4 separate regions of the Mus musculus genome follow, and all the other regions are linked to region 3. The links are chromatin contacts, called in public promoter capture Hi-C maps. All regions are on one chromosome and are shown on one strand. Each heading gives the region's core, a stretch centred on a gene start, on an enhancer-like site or on the middle of the called end of the contact. The rest is flanking DNA. Distances are from core to core; before and after follow the strand shown.

Evidence for each region. Promoter capture Hi-C pulls out the DNA fragments that hold promoters and counts their contacts.
Region 1: a promoter capture Hi-C map of second pharyngeal arch cranial neural crest shows a contact between it and region 3, with 3 times the contacts expected there. The contact joins the enhancer-like site here to the promoter of Lrba in region 3. A contact is called at or near these places in 9 of 39 promoter capture datasets (3T3-L1-derived adipocytes, cranial neural crest, embryonic stem cells and 4 more), 2 of 115 datasets of contacts at active chromatin or transcription factors (embryonic stem cells and large pre-B cells) and 2 of 9 other capture datasets (adipose tissue and liver).
Region 2: a contact with region 3 is called in a promoter capture Hi-C map of liver, with 2.7 times the contacts expected there. The contact joins the enhancer-like site here to the promoter of Lrba in region 3. A contact is called at or near these places in 7 of 39 promoter capture datasets (the C10 cell line, the HPC-7 cell line, embryonic stem cells and 4 more).
Region 4: a promoter capture Hi-C map of stem cell-derived epiblast-like cells shows a contact between it and region 3, with 2.4 times the contacts expected there. The contact joins the enhancer-like site here to the promoter of Lrba in region 3. A contact is called at or near these places in 7 of 39 promoter capture datasets (the 3T3-L1 cell line, the C10 cell line, HPC-7-derived erythroid cells and 4 more), 2 of 115 datasets of contacts at active chromatin or transcription factors (embryonic stem cells and stem cell-derived neural progenitor cells) and 1 of 9 other capture datasets (adipose tissue).

Annotation. Positions count from the first base shown.
Region 1 is chr3:86,699,295-86,702,252 of GRCm38.p6, reverse strand. The region is part of intron 47 of Lrba (LPS-responsive beige-like anchor); the gene reads right to left. Among named protein-coding and RNA genes, the nearest start is that of Gm52625, 49 kb to the left of the region's middle. Within about 2 kb of position 1,477, at least 38 of the 459 cell types and tissues checked have an H3K27ac peak or open chromatin away from gene starts, as enhancers often do. A contact at or near this core is called in second pharyngeal arch cranial neural crest, where this site is marked.
Region 2 is chr3:86,634,362-86,637,361 of GRCm38.p6, reverse strand. The region is part of intron 44 of Lrba (LPS-responsive beige-like anchor); the gene reads right to left. Among named protein-coding and RNA genes, the nearest start is that of Gm31677, 84 kb to the right of the region's middle. Within about 2 kb of position 1,716, at least 42 of the 459 cell types and tissues checked have an H3K27ac peak or open chromatin away from gene starts, as enhancers often do. A contact at or near this core is called in hippocampal neurons, liver and stem cell-derived epiblast-like cells, where this site is marked.
Region 3 is chr3:86,223,230-86,226,318 of GRCm38.p6, reverse strand. Lrba (LPS-responsive beige-like anchor) reads right to left here and starts at 1,629. Exons shown (of 57, transcript NM_030695.2): 1 at 1,565-1,629; 2 at 815-1,250. The coding sequence starts at 1,030.
Region 4 is chr3:86,676,673-86,679,413 of GRCm38.p6, reverse strand. The region is part of intron 47 of Lrba (LPS-responsive beige-like anchor); the gene reads right to left. Among named protein-coding and RNA genes, the nearest start is that of Gm52625, 72 kb to the left of the region's middle. Within about 2 kb of position 1,448, at least 38 of the 459 cell types and tissues checked have an H3K27ac peak or open chromatin away from gene starts, as enhancers often do. A contact at or near this core is called in pre-B cells and stem cell-derived epiblast-like cells, where this site is marked.

The DNA.
Region 1 (2,958 bases), core at 228-2,727, 480 kb before region 3:
TTTAATTACTTAAACAGCTGTGAATTCATGGAGTTAAAATTTTATATTTCATCTTGATACAAACCACTTCAAATGAAACTGTTGTATGGAAAGAATAAAAAATCTCATGTCTCTTCCAAATTAGGTAGACATTTTCATTTACCCTTCCAGACATATATCTATTTGTAAATTTTTGGATAATATTCTAAGTATTTTCATATAACTATGCCAAACAAACTATGCAATAGTTACATTTGTCCTTCATTTTTAGAAATGACATAAACATTTTGTTTTCTGACTCTAGTATCTCTTAAATGAGATCTGATAATTGCTTTTAAATTAAACTACTAGACCTGATAAAAATAAGTAACTGCTTAGAGTCTTACAAATTTCCCACAACTCCAGGTCACTTGGGAAAACACCCAGAGTGCTTAAAATCAGAGTTGGAACCGCTATAGAGTTAGAACTGGATCAAGAACTCAAATGTGTTTAATCCATAAACCCCATTTTCCTCCTTTGTTGTTAAAAAATATAACTCTTCTTAGTAGGATCTCTACAAGGCAGTGGGATCCCACTCAAAGGATGCTGCTAAAATGTCAGGATCCAGCAGGGATCTGAGTAGCAACGACCACATTTACATTTCTCCTAAACATTTAGGTGAAAAGACAGACAGCATGGTAAGAGTTAATTGAAACATTCCTGTTGGAGCGGGACTGAGGAGTGGGGGTAGGGGAGGGTGGGAGGGGGAGCGAGGCTGGGAGATGCAGAGTTAATCAGGGGGCAAATCCAAAGCCAGGCATGGATAGGCCTCACTAATGAGCCTCAAGTACCCTGCAGTGGTTTTCAAACTTAACTGGCTTCAAAAGATGCCACCCCATGACAGAATGCAGCTAGCCATAAGAGGAGGGTGATTAGAATAAATGACTGGAGTAATTAACTCTGATGGGAAACCACCTGATTGGAAAAGAGAAGCCAAGAGCTATTTAGCTGATGGTCCTGCAGGAGAAAAGGAAGCTTTCCCTTTCTCTTGTGTGGGTGTTCAGTCAGAACTCCACTCTTTCAAGTAGGTATTTGGTAGCACTAATGAAAAGCAGCTTCCATTCAAGGGCCTCTCAAGGGCCTTCCCATTCATTTTGAAAGGGGAGGAAAATAAAAGCTTCAAAGTAGAACTAATTTACTTTACTCCCTCACCTCTCGGTGAATTTTGCATTTGAGAAGTCTACATTCTTATTTGTGCTAATGCTCTCGCTTGTAAAACTAACTTTATGAAAATGTATGGGACAGTTAGTTACTGAGGAAAAAGAAAACAATAATTTTTTCCCTTTAAAAATGTTATACATAGAAAACTCAAAACTGATAGTAATTAGTTGCTGACTGATTAGAATATTTTCCAACTGCTACTGGAGTCATTCTTCGCACAGCAAGGACTGTAAGGAGAAAGTGAAGTAGGACAGAGGGATTGTTCACATTTAATACGAACAAAGACAAGGCCAATGCAAGGATACTATGTGCAAAGAGACAGGTACACTTGCTCGGTGGCTTTATTTTTTGGGGAGGAGAGATAGAGATAGAGATAGAGATAGAGATAGAGATAGAGATAGAGATAGAGATAGAGATAGAGATAGAGATAGAGATAGAGAGAGAGAGAGAGAGAGAGGGAGAGAGGTAGGCAGAGAGAGAGAGAGAGAGAGAGAGAGAGAGAGAGAGAGAGAGAGAGAGATTACAAAGACTTGGGGGCATTACTACCTGCTGTTTTACAAGGAAGCATCAATTCATCAGGCCAGTGTTGTTCTGTACCTGCTGAGTTAATGTCCTTCCACATACCCCTCCCCCAAACAGGTTCACCAGCCTTCCAGTAACCAGGGTGTAGTAGCACAATAACCTAGTAAATGTTTATGCCTACACTCGGATTTATTTGACAGCTTTACACCTTTGGGCATGATATAATTAAATGTTTTGACAGCTAAACAAAAACTGTATAAATTTAAAAGCTATTAGGGGCTCAGCATCTAGAATCAAAATGAAGTAATTTGCTTATACCTAAGTCACTTTTAGCAAGGCATTCCAATAAAAAGCAGGCAAGGGTATCTGTCTATCCTGGTGTTTTAGCTAATTCGTTCTTTCTGTGAAGGAGATACCCTTTATCAATGTTGATGGTGACCTTTATACTTAACAAAAGCAACGTGAGTATATTTAAGATGATCAATAGAAACTCATTAGCTATTTTCTGTAATTTGAGAAACACTAATAATAAAAATCCACTGACTATTAAGTAGTACATTGGCTTAAAAGGCCACCATGTACTACGTAAGAGTTCATTAACTCATGGAACCTAGAGCCCTTCAAACCCAGCTACAGAGAACTAGGGAAGTTAACCCTTATCCTCCTAAGAGGTCAAGTTCTGGGTTTCAGTGTTCTTACTGCTGTGGACCCTAAATTCATGGCTTACCTTCAGAGAAGCCCATTGCTTATAGCCAGAGCTTCAGACAGGGTCCTCGTCAGCAATGGTATTTAAACATGCAGATTGCAAAGCTCAGTTACCTCTTTAAAAGTTAAAAAAAACTATATAATACAACTAATCTGTCCATTAAACTCTTATTTGTTTAAAAGTAGAGGCTGTTTTGTATCTATTACATGGTACCACAGCATCATTGTGGAGAGTATGGACAGAGGGGTAGCTTACAGTCTGGGCAAAAAGTTATGTCTCAATAAGACCCCTTAGAGCCATTGCTGCAGTATTTGAACTCTATCAGTATAAAGTAATACTCAAAATTCTCTTTTAATCATATAACAATCTAGGGAGACACTTTATCTTCAATAGCAGTAACAGTGATCAGTTGTTTATTTAAGAAACAAATCACTAAAATGTTTGCAAAGCAGTTTACTTTTCTTCTCCATGTTTACATTTCACTTAACCATCCTTCCTGGAAAGACAGCTCTATGGGAGGAAAACACTGAGGACTAAATCCTGTTTAGCTT
Region 2 (3,000 bases), core at 467-2,966, 410 kb before region 3:
TGCAGCCTCCCTGCCCCTCAGCCTCCCTCACTGCAGCCTCCCTGCCCCTCAGCCTCCCTCACTGCAGCCTCCCTGCCCCTCAGCCTCCCTCACTGCAGCCTCCCTGCCTCTCAGCCTCCCTCACTGCAGCCTCCCTGCCCCTCAGCCTCCCTCACTGCAGCCTCCCTGCCCCTCAGCCTCCCTCACTGCAGCCTCCCTGCCCCTCAGCCTCCCTCACTGCAGCCTCCCTGCCCCTCAGCCTCCCTCACTGCATCCTCCCTGCCTCTCAGCCTCCCTCACTGCAGCCTCCCTGCCCCTCAGCCTCCCTCACTGCAGCCTCCCTGCCTCTCAGCCTCCCTCACTGCAGCCTCCCTGCCCCTCAGCCTCCCTCACTGCAGCCTCCCTGCCTCTCAGCCTCCCTCACTGCAGCCTCCCTGCCCCTCAACCTCCCTCATAGCATCCTCCCTGCCCCTCAGCCTCCCTCATAGCATCCTCCCTGCCCCTCAGCCTCCCTCACTGCAGCCTCCCTGCCCCTCAGCCTCCCTCACTGCAGCTTCCCTGCCCCTCTGCCTCCCTCACTGCAGCCTCCCTGCTCCTCAGCCTCCCTCACTGCATCCTCCCTGCCCCTCAGCCTCCCTCACTGCAGCCTCCCTGCCCCTCAGCCTCCCTCACTGCAGCCTCCAAAAAGTCCAAAAGTAAACGCATTTTTCAAAGATCTAAGCACCTAAATAATTTATATGAAAAGCTGGAAAATATCAAAGCAACTGACAATCATCTTTTAATCAGATTAATGAAAAACTTTTGTTTTCATAGACACCTTAAAACTTCACTGACTCTTAACTACCAGTAAAAATTAGCTTTTTCTTCTTTGAATTTTGAAAACTATAACTTGAAGTTACTTAATAAAAGAATAATGCTTCCAGATTGAATTTTATAACTTATAAAACCTGATTATTTATTCACAAAAAAAATGAGATGAAGTAACAAGTAATTTAGCTCAAACTCAACTTCAGTCTTAGCTACTCAAATGTAAGATTTAAAACTCCCTCTCCACATCTTTGTCTCCATCTGAAAGTGCTGTGCTAGCAGTTGTTTTCCCTAATTTCAGTATCTGCACACTATTTTTCAAATATGACCTTTGTTCAGTAGGTTTATCTATGAGCCACATGTGTAAGGCACTCAGGAGAGCTCTGTGCAAAGCCCATCCTGTAACACAGCTGCTGTGATGTCATATGCTGGCAGCACCCTTCCTTCTTTCCTTTCGACATTTACATATGAACTGCTGCAGCTCAGACCAACCTTTCAGAAGTGACTTTCCACAAACTCTAGGAACATGTTTGTAGCTGCTGAGGCCAAGATGGTCAGGAAGAATTGGCAGGAAACCTCAGAAACCCTATCTATAGTGCACAGATTTATTCAAATGAACAAACTTCTGAAATCCACAAGTCTCAGACTTTTTAATACCTCACAGTATAAGTTTTCTTGAAAAATATTGTTAAGAAAAGAGAGCTAACGAGAGAACAGAAAGGGTCTGGAGCACGCCCCAGGAATTAAGCCTGAAAGAGTTAAAGAGTGCTACTTTGCAAAGACCCATTTTGTGGTGTACAGAGCAGTGGCAAGATGTCAACGTAGAGAAGGGTCTGGAAGGGAACACAAGAGGACCTCTATGGCTCTGCTTAGGATCATGACGGTCTCCTGAAAGCCATCTCATGCTGTCATGTACACACAGAATGATCGGAAATGCGGAATCAGCACAAGGGCAGAGCTTATCCTCTTCTAAGAGTACAGAGTGCCAGCACATAGTGATAGAGTCATGACAAAGTGAAAGCAAAACACTAGATTAAAATAGAAATACTGGTGAACCAACTGTTCCCTCATGGTTTTTATATTACAATGATATTGAGGGTAAATGTCAAAAATAACAGTAAGGTATCTGATGTACATGCACAGATGAAGGTTTGTGGTTCAGAGAACGGTAAAAGAAATGTTATGTCAAAAAAGTCAGTGACTGTTGTAATTATTTGGTTTGGGAATATTCCAGGAAGTAGTGTATGGACCCAAAGGAATGCTCCACATGACAGCAATGTTTCTATTTGTCCGATATAAACAAAGATTCTCAGAGTCATAAATAAATAAACCCACTATATTAAAAACAATTCTGTATCATCCAGGCCTATTAGCACCCTCCATTTTTGCAGGTGTAAAAACGCTGTGTCTGGGAGATATAAAATGTACCAGCAGCTACAGTCATCTGCTTACAGGCAGCAAAGAGTTAGGGCACTAAGACCAAACTACAGGCCAGATCTAGAATGGTATGTGTTGCCTGGGATAATGCAAATATTAATGATGAACTCAGATATTAAAATTCATTCATTGGAGTATCCGGTTAAAGTAAGATGCATATAGAAAGAAAAGAAGAAACGCTGGTTAGAGTAGCATGCACCTTTAATCCTAGCAGTCAGAAAGTGAAACAGATTGGCAGACTTCTGTGAATTCAGGGTCAGCCTAGTCTACACAGTGAGTTCCAGGTCAGCCAGAGCTACACAGTGAGTCTCGTGTATTAAAAAAGAAAGAAAAAAATTAAGATATATTACTTGAAATTGTACTGTATTTCTGCATGACAACATAGCTATTGTTGTATGTATGTATGTATGTATGTATGTATGTATGTATGTATGTGTGTGTGTATGTAGTATTTAACAACATATTGTTTAGGTGTTTCTTCCTATTTACTTAGTATCTGGAGAAGCACTTTAGGACAAGTTATCACAAATGGAAAATGCATATTTTTGTCTTGGGGACATTGAAACCATGCTTTAAAACAGTTTCTATCTGAAATATATACTGTAATTAATGTCTCCTATTTACTTTCCCTTTAACTTTGTTAACTGTGTACCACAGCAGCAACCCCAAATGAAAGTCAATAATCTATGTGTTTTTGAAGCTTTTTAAAGAAAACCATGGTTACTTGGTTGCATCCCATCTGCCTTGCAGAGGAGGAAAATGAACAAAGAGTCTTTG
Region 3 (3,089 bases), core at 380-2,879:
AAAACTAAAGTCTAAAGGCTCCACTAAAACTAATTTCTAAAAATGGAATGGAAAAAGAAAAAAAGAAAGTATCTCATATCCACTTAAAATAAGCCATTGCCCACCATAGTATAATCAACAACTTCCAATGACCAAGTTTGTTTCAATGATAAACACAAATTTACAAAAGTATCAAGCTCACACTGTGGCTGCCTCAGGCCTTTTTCAAATTGACATTCAATTATCACAAGATAACCCTAAACCCACTGCAAAATTCAACCTTGGTTAGTTATTTCTAAAACTAAAAGTAGCCAGAATTTTAAAAATACTAATTTACAAGTTAGCCTATATCAGCACTATGAACATGAATTCTGTATTTAAAACTAACTATAGCAAAACATAACTTAGGCAAAAACTTACATTAGCTCCCAAGTCCAAAAAAAAAAAAGTCATTTATTCAAAATATTAAAGAGAAAAATCGCAGGCTTAAACATACACTCCAAGAGGAAAAAAAAGTTACATCCAAATTCTCCATTGAACACCTGACTACACACACACATGCACACACATACACACACAAATATACTTCCACATCAACACTTGCTTAATTAGCACAAAGGTGATCTGTTCATGTTCATTGAAAACCTGAAGCATCAAATTTTGCATAATTCTCTTTAAACTGAAATACAAGTAATTGCTCCATTTAGGTCAAGTAGAATTTTGTGTCTATCCGTGGAAAAAGCCATTAGATTGAGTGAAGCACATGACCCCAACTTCGTCTTGCTCCCCAACTCACCGAGAAAAGTATATGCTTATAAAATATTGATCTACTTACCAGGTTAAAGACAGTTTCTACAATATCCCTATTGGACACTTCTCCAACTTCAACCAACCCCGTCAGCACGGCGAATTTCATTCTGATGCCCCTGATGGGGAGCCCCGGCTTCAGAGACAGCGCACCCCCTTCCGTAGGGGTTTCTTCTTTCCCTCCACCTCCCCCGTCATCACCTGTTGGTGGCCGGGAAGGGGCACGATTGTCTTCACTAGCCATGACTAGTTCACGAGAAAGGACAAGTCAGAGTCACCCTGGGCCAGCAGTCGCTGCACGGAGAAGAGGCACCAACACACACGCAAACGCTAAACCAAAAAGGGTCTCTGTTCCAACTTGCGGAGAAACCCAAAAAAGCAGGAAAGTCCTTGGTCGTCGCCCTCCTCCTCTTGGAGACTATTTGTCCAATCTCTCTCCCGGAGGCTGACAACAACGCCAAAGCCTATTGGAAGATTAAACATCTGTTAAATAGGGTAGGTCTGTCGTGGGATTTTTTAGGGAGGAGAGGGAAATAGTTACTGTCTGTCAAATAAGTTACTAAGGGCACCCCAAGGGCCAGCCGGCCGGCCGCTCCTCCCGGGCTCCATCGCCCGCTCCGCCGAAGGCGGGTCCTCCAGGCCGGCGAGCAGGCTCACTCCTCCCCCCCCCCCCCCAGCCCGCGCAGGTGGTGGGCGCGGGCAGGTGCACCGCGGGGGACTGTCGCCGGCAGAGGACGGGGGGCCCCTGCGACCACTGAGGTCCAAAGTTCCTCCTCACCCGGAGACTCCGGCCTCGTCCTCACCCCCGCCGGGGCGCAGCGAGACGGAGGTGGCGGCGGAGATCCAGGGCAGGAAAAGGCGGGGGAAGGGGGCGGTGATTCTCCTCAGCGCTCGGCCCAGGGGGAGGAGTGGAGCACCTCGCCCGGGCACCTGAGCTCGGCTGAGGAGAGGAAGGGAGGTGTGTGCTGGGGCGGGAAGGCAGGCCCGACGCGCCTGCGGGGACGGGGACAGGGACCGGGACGGGACCGGGGAGAGAAAGGTCAAGGCACCTGGTCGCAGCCTTCAAGTTTCCCTAGTCCGCTCCCCGGGAGCCCGGCGGCTGCCTAGAACTCCGTGCTTCCCTAGGCCGCCCCACCCCTGCGCTCAGCCCTTGCAAACGCAGCTACTGCAGGCGGGGGCGACGCCGCGGCTCGTGCCGCCGCGGTGGCCGAGGATGCTACTGCCACAGAACGCCGGGCTACGGCGCGCGGGACTACCCCTATGCCTACTGAAGCTGCTCCTCGCCGCCATGACAGCGCCGAGGGCCGCCGGGCGCGGCGTGCGCGTGCGCGAGCGCGAGCGCGCGGGGTGGTGGGGCGGGCGAGCGAGCGAGCGGGCGGGCGCCCTAGCGGAGGCGGCTTAGTAGGGGACGTGCGGGCGGGCCCGGAGAATCGCGGGTGAGTGGCGGAGCAGAGCACGCGCGCTCGCTGGAGGTGCCACGCGGGCGGGAGCGCGCCTCGAGAGCGCGCTGCTCAGGTAGAGCCGCGAGCGGCGCGCTTTTCCCTCGCACTCTTCGCCCAGACTGTGCTTTGGCGACGAACGGGAGGCGGGTGCTGTGCAACAGCAGGTCTCTGAGCGCCGAGGGTACCCGCCCCACGTTGTCAAGGTGTCCTCGTGTTGGACTTGGAGAAGGACACCTGAGGGACTTAGGAGTCGTTGAGGTGGCGGCGCTGGAGCCTCTGGGGAGCAGTCTCCACCCCTGACTGAGCTCAGCTGCTGCCTGCCCGCCCGCGGCGCTAACTGGGAAAGATTTCCACTGGGATGCCCTGGCAGCTGCCGCTGCTCGGAGGGGAGGGACAGCGACTGGGAGGATTCCTTGCCTGGCAGCTGCCGCCCCAGCAAAGCTCTCCCACATTCTAAGGAGTAGAGGATTCATTCCTCAGACAGCTGCTCGGAGCTGTGGAGGCGGGATTCACCGGGGGGGTTGGGGGGGGGCTGGAAATGGGAAAGGGGGTTCCTCTCAATTTCCCAGTGTGGAAGTTAAGTTTGCCTCATTATAGATGCTTTTAAATATATATAAATGAGGATTTGAAGCCAGTACAAATTGTCATAGTCTAATGTTGTCATTCTCTTCACTGCCTCTGATGATGGCAAAGCATTGATCCTGGTGCATTAGTATAAAATAAAATGAACATAGAGGAGGTAGTTGTTCTATTAGTATTCTCTGGGATAAGACTTTAAAGTACTAAAATACTCCCAGGTTCCTAAAAATGACGGGATGAAGTAATCAAAGTACTCTGAAGGAATCCAAAGAAACGTAGATG
Region 4 (2,741 bases), core at 199-2,698, 450 kb before region 3:
AGAATCTTACTGGAGGAAGTATGTCACTGGGGGTGGGCTTTGAGACTTTCAGCCTCATCTCCTTCCTGCTTGTTCTGCTTCCTGTGTGTGGCTGACATGTGATCTCTCATCTTCCTGCTACTGTCACCATGCTTGCCCTATCATTATGGACATCTAGTTAACTACAAGCCCAAATGCTTAAGTTGATGTTGATATTTTATAGTATTTTATTATAGCATAAAAAATAATTAGTACAGCATACTTAGAGTTTTAACACTGGCTCCCTTGGTCAAAATCTTGAACTGAGTTACACCACAGGTTCTCTTGGGTCTCTACACTAAGACAATTTATGTCTTCAATAATTATGTGAGCCAATTCAAAAGCTTAATCCATCCCCACCCCCTGTACTGTTCTTTCTGATTAGTACTAAGCATTTTCTCTAACATACAATATGTCACATCGTCATTCTACAAATATAATTTTGCTCTTTATTTAAGTTTTGAAAAAATAATACCTACTAAAATAATCTGACCAGCAAAGAATAAAGAAATCATCTAAACATCAACTATTAAAATGTTGCTAGAGATCTGTTTCATAAGAATATTTTTCTTATGCATCTATAAACAAATACATTAACTCACATCTACAATTTTTATCATCTGAACCATCCTTTTTTCATTAATTTTATTTAATGAAGATAAATAAATTAATTAATAAATTTTGAGTTTTTTTAAATGAAAACCAGTAGGTGAAAGTATTTTTCTCATTCAATTCATATTTTCATTCAATAAATCTAATATAAAGTGCATTTTCAAAGAACTTTCTATATAACCACAACCTATTATAGCACATGTGGCAATAGAACTACCCCACAGGCAGCACAGTGGGGTGAACATGGTCAGCATGCATTGGAGTCTCAGCTCAGTATACTAATGATCAATAGTCATGACTTTGGCAAGTTACATAAACTCTGGCTCAGCTGCCTAATATAGAGTAGAGAAATAGCACTTATCTCACAGGACTGTTGTAAGGATTAAAGAAACTAATCCAGAATATATAGCAGAATATAGAACATATTAAATGCTCAGTGAGACACAGTTACCTTTTTCTTAAAAACAAAAGCTTGAATTGAACAAAGCTTTATTAAAATAAAGAACAAATACCTATGAAAAACACACAATGAAGAGTTAAAAATACACTAAATGCATTGCAGTATCTTCTCTAGTGCAGAGAACAAAAAAAGTTGACAAAAGAAAACAGAGAAGACTAGAGGTTTTCATCGAAGGCATTGGATTGTCAGGACAGAAACATGGTACCTGTTGAGAGGATTAATCTTACACAACACAGGCCAACTACAACAGGGAAGGTGTCACTTAGAAAGACTTAGAACAACTGAAACCACTGTGTAGTGAGTGCGACTGAGGGGAGGAAGTGAAATGTGTTCACAGGAAGAGGCAGAGGAGCCCAGGAGAGGAAGTAAGCCAATAAGCAGAGTACCTTAGTGGGCCCCAAGGAAAAGAAGAGGGAGATGCTGTCACTTAAATGGGAGACCTTACTTTTTCTCAGGGTCTCTCTGGTGCTGTAAGAAGCTGCTGTTTTTTCTTTGTCTTTGTGAAACAGAGGACAGAATTCAGGACCTTACATATGCAAATGTGCAAGCCAGGAGCTGGAGCTCCTCTTTTAACTTGGCCACACTGGGTAGGCTGGCCTTGAGTTTTCAGTCAGGCTCTGAGCATGTGCTCCTGTCTCAGCCTCCTGTGTAGCTGGGATTACAGTACTGTGCTATCAGGCCCAGCTAAAGCTTTATATTTACTGGAATATATTTATTGCAACTGGTACAAAACATATGTGAAAATTTAACTTGTGCTTTTAAATAATTAAATGTATATTTCCTAAGTATTATAGGGGGACTATTGATGATGGGGGGACTCATACAGTAATCATTCAGGGCAATTTTTCAGTATCCATTTTGAAAATTACAACATAATCTGACAAATATAAATATAGCTTACCTAAAATCTAGAACATTCTATTATAATATTTCAGCTCCTTAACTTTAATAAAATTATTATTATTACTACTACAACTACTACTACAACTACTACTACTACTACTACTACTACTACTACTACTACTACTATTATATTTGGGAGCTTTCAAGACAGGGTTTCTCTGTGTAGACTTGGCTATCCTGGTACTTGATTTGCAGACCAGTCTGGCCTTGAACTAACAGAGATCCGCCTGCCTCTGCCTCCGGAGTTCTGGGATTGAAGGTGTGCATCACCACACCTGGCAACTTACTCTTTATATGTCTTATAATTGTTGTTCATGTTTTATGCATAAGCCAGTATTAGAAATTGCCTATATTTTATTGAAATACCATGCCTATCCTTCATGAACTATTTTGTGTCACTTACCGTATGGTTCTAAACTGGCTATGACATCTCATATCAACAGATTCATGCTCAGGTGGGTCAATCACACAAACACATCAAAGAATAAATTTTCCTGTTACATACACACTAAATTTTTCAAACAGTATTTGTAAGACTCTCCAATTTAGGGAGTATCTATTTTACGAGTATCTGTTATAACTTATATTGCCCTATGGTGTCAAGTTGGCCATTCGTAGGATGATCCTGATGGAAACATAAACAAGTCATCTGCTGCTGAGATGCAGATTACATTGCTCCCAGGCATGGGGACCATAAATTATGTCATTGTATTTTTAAAAGTGATCAAAACAGGATCTATTATATGTC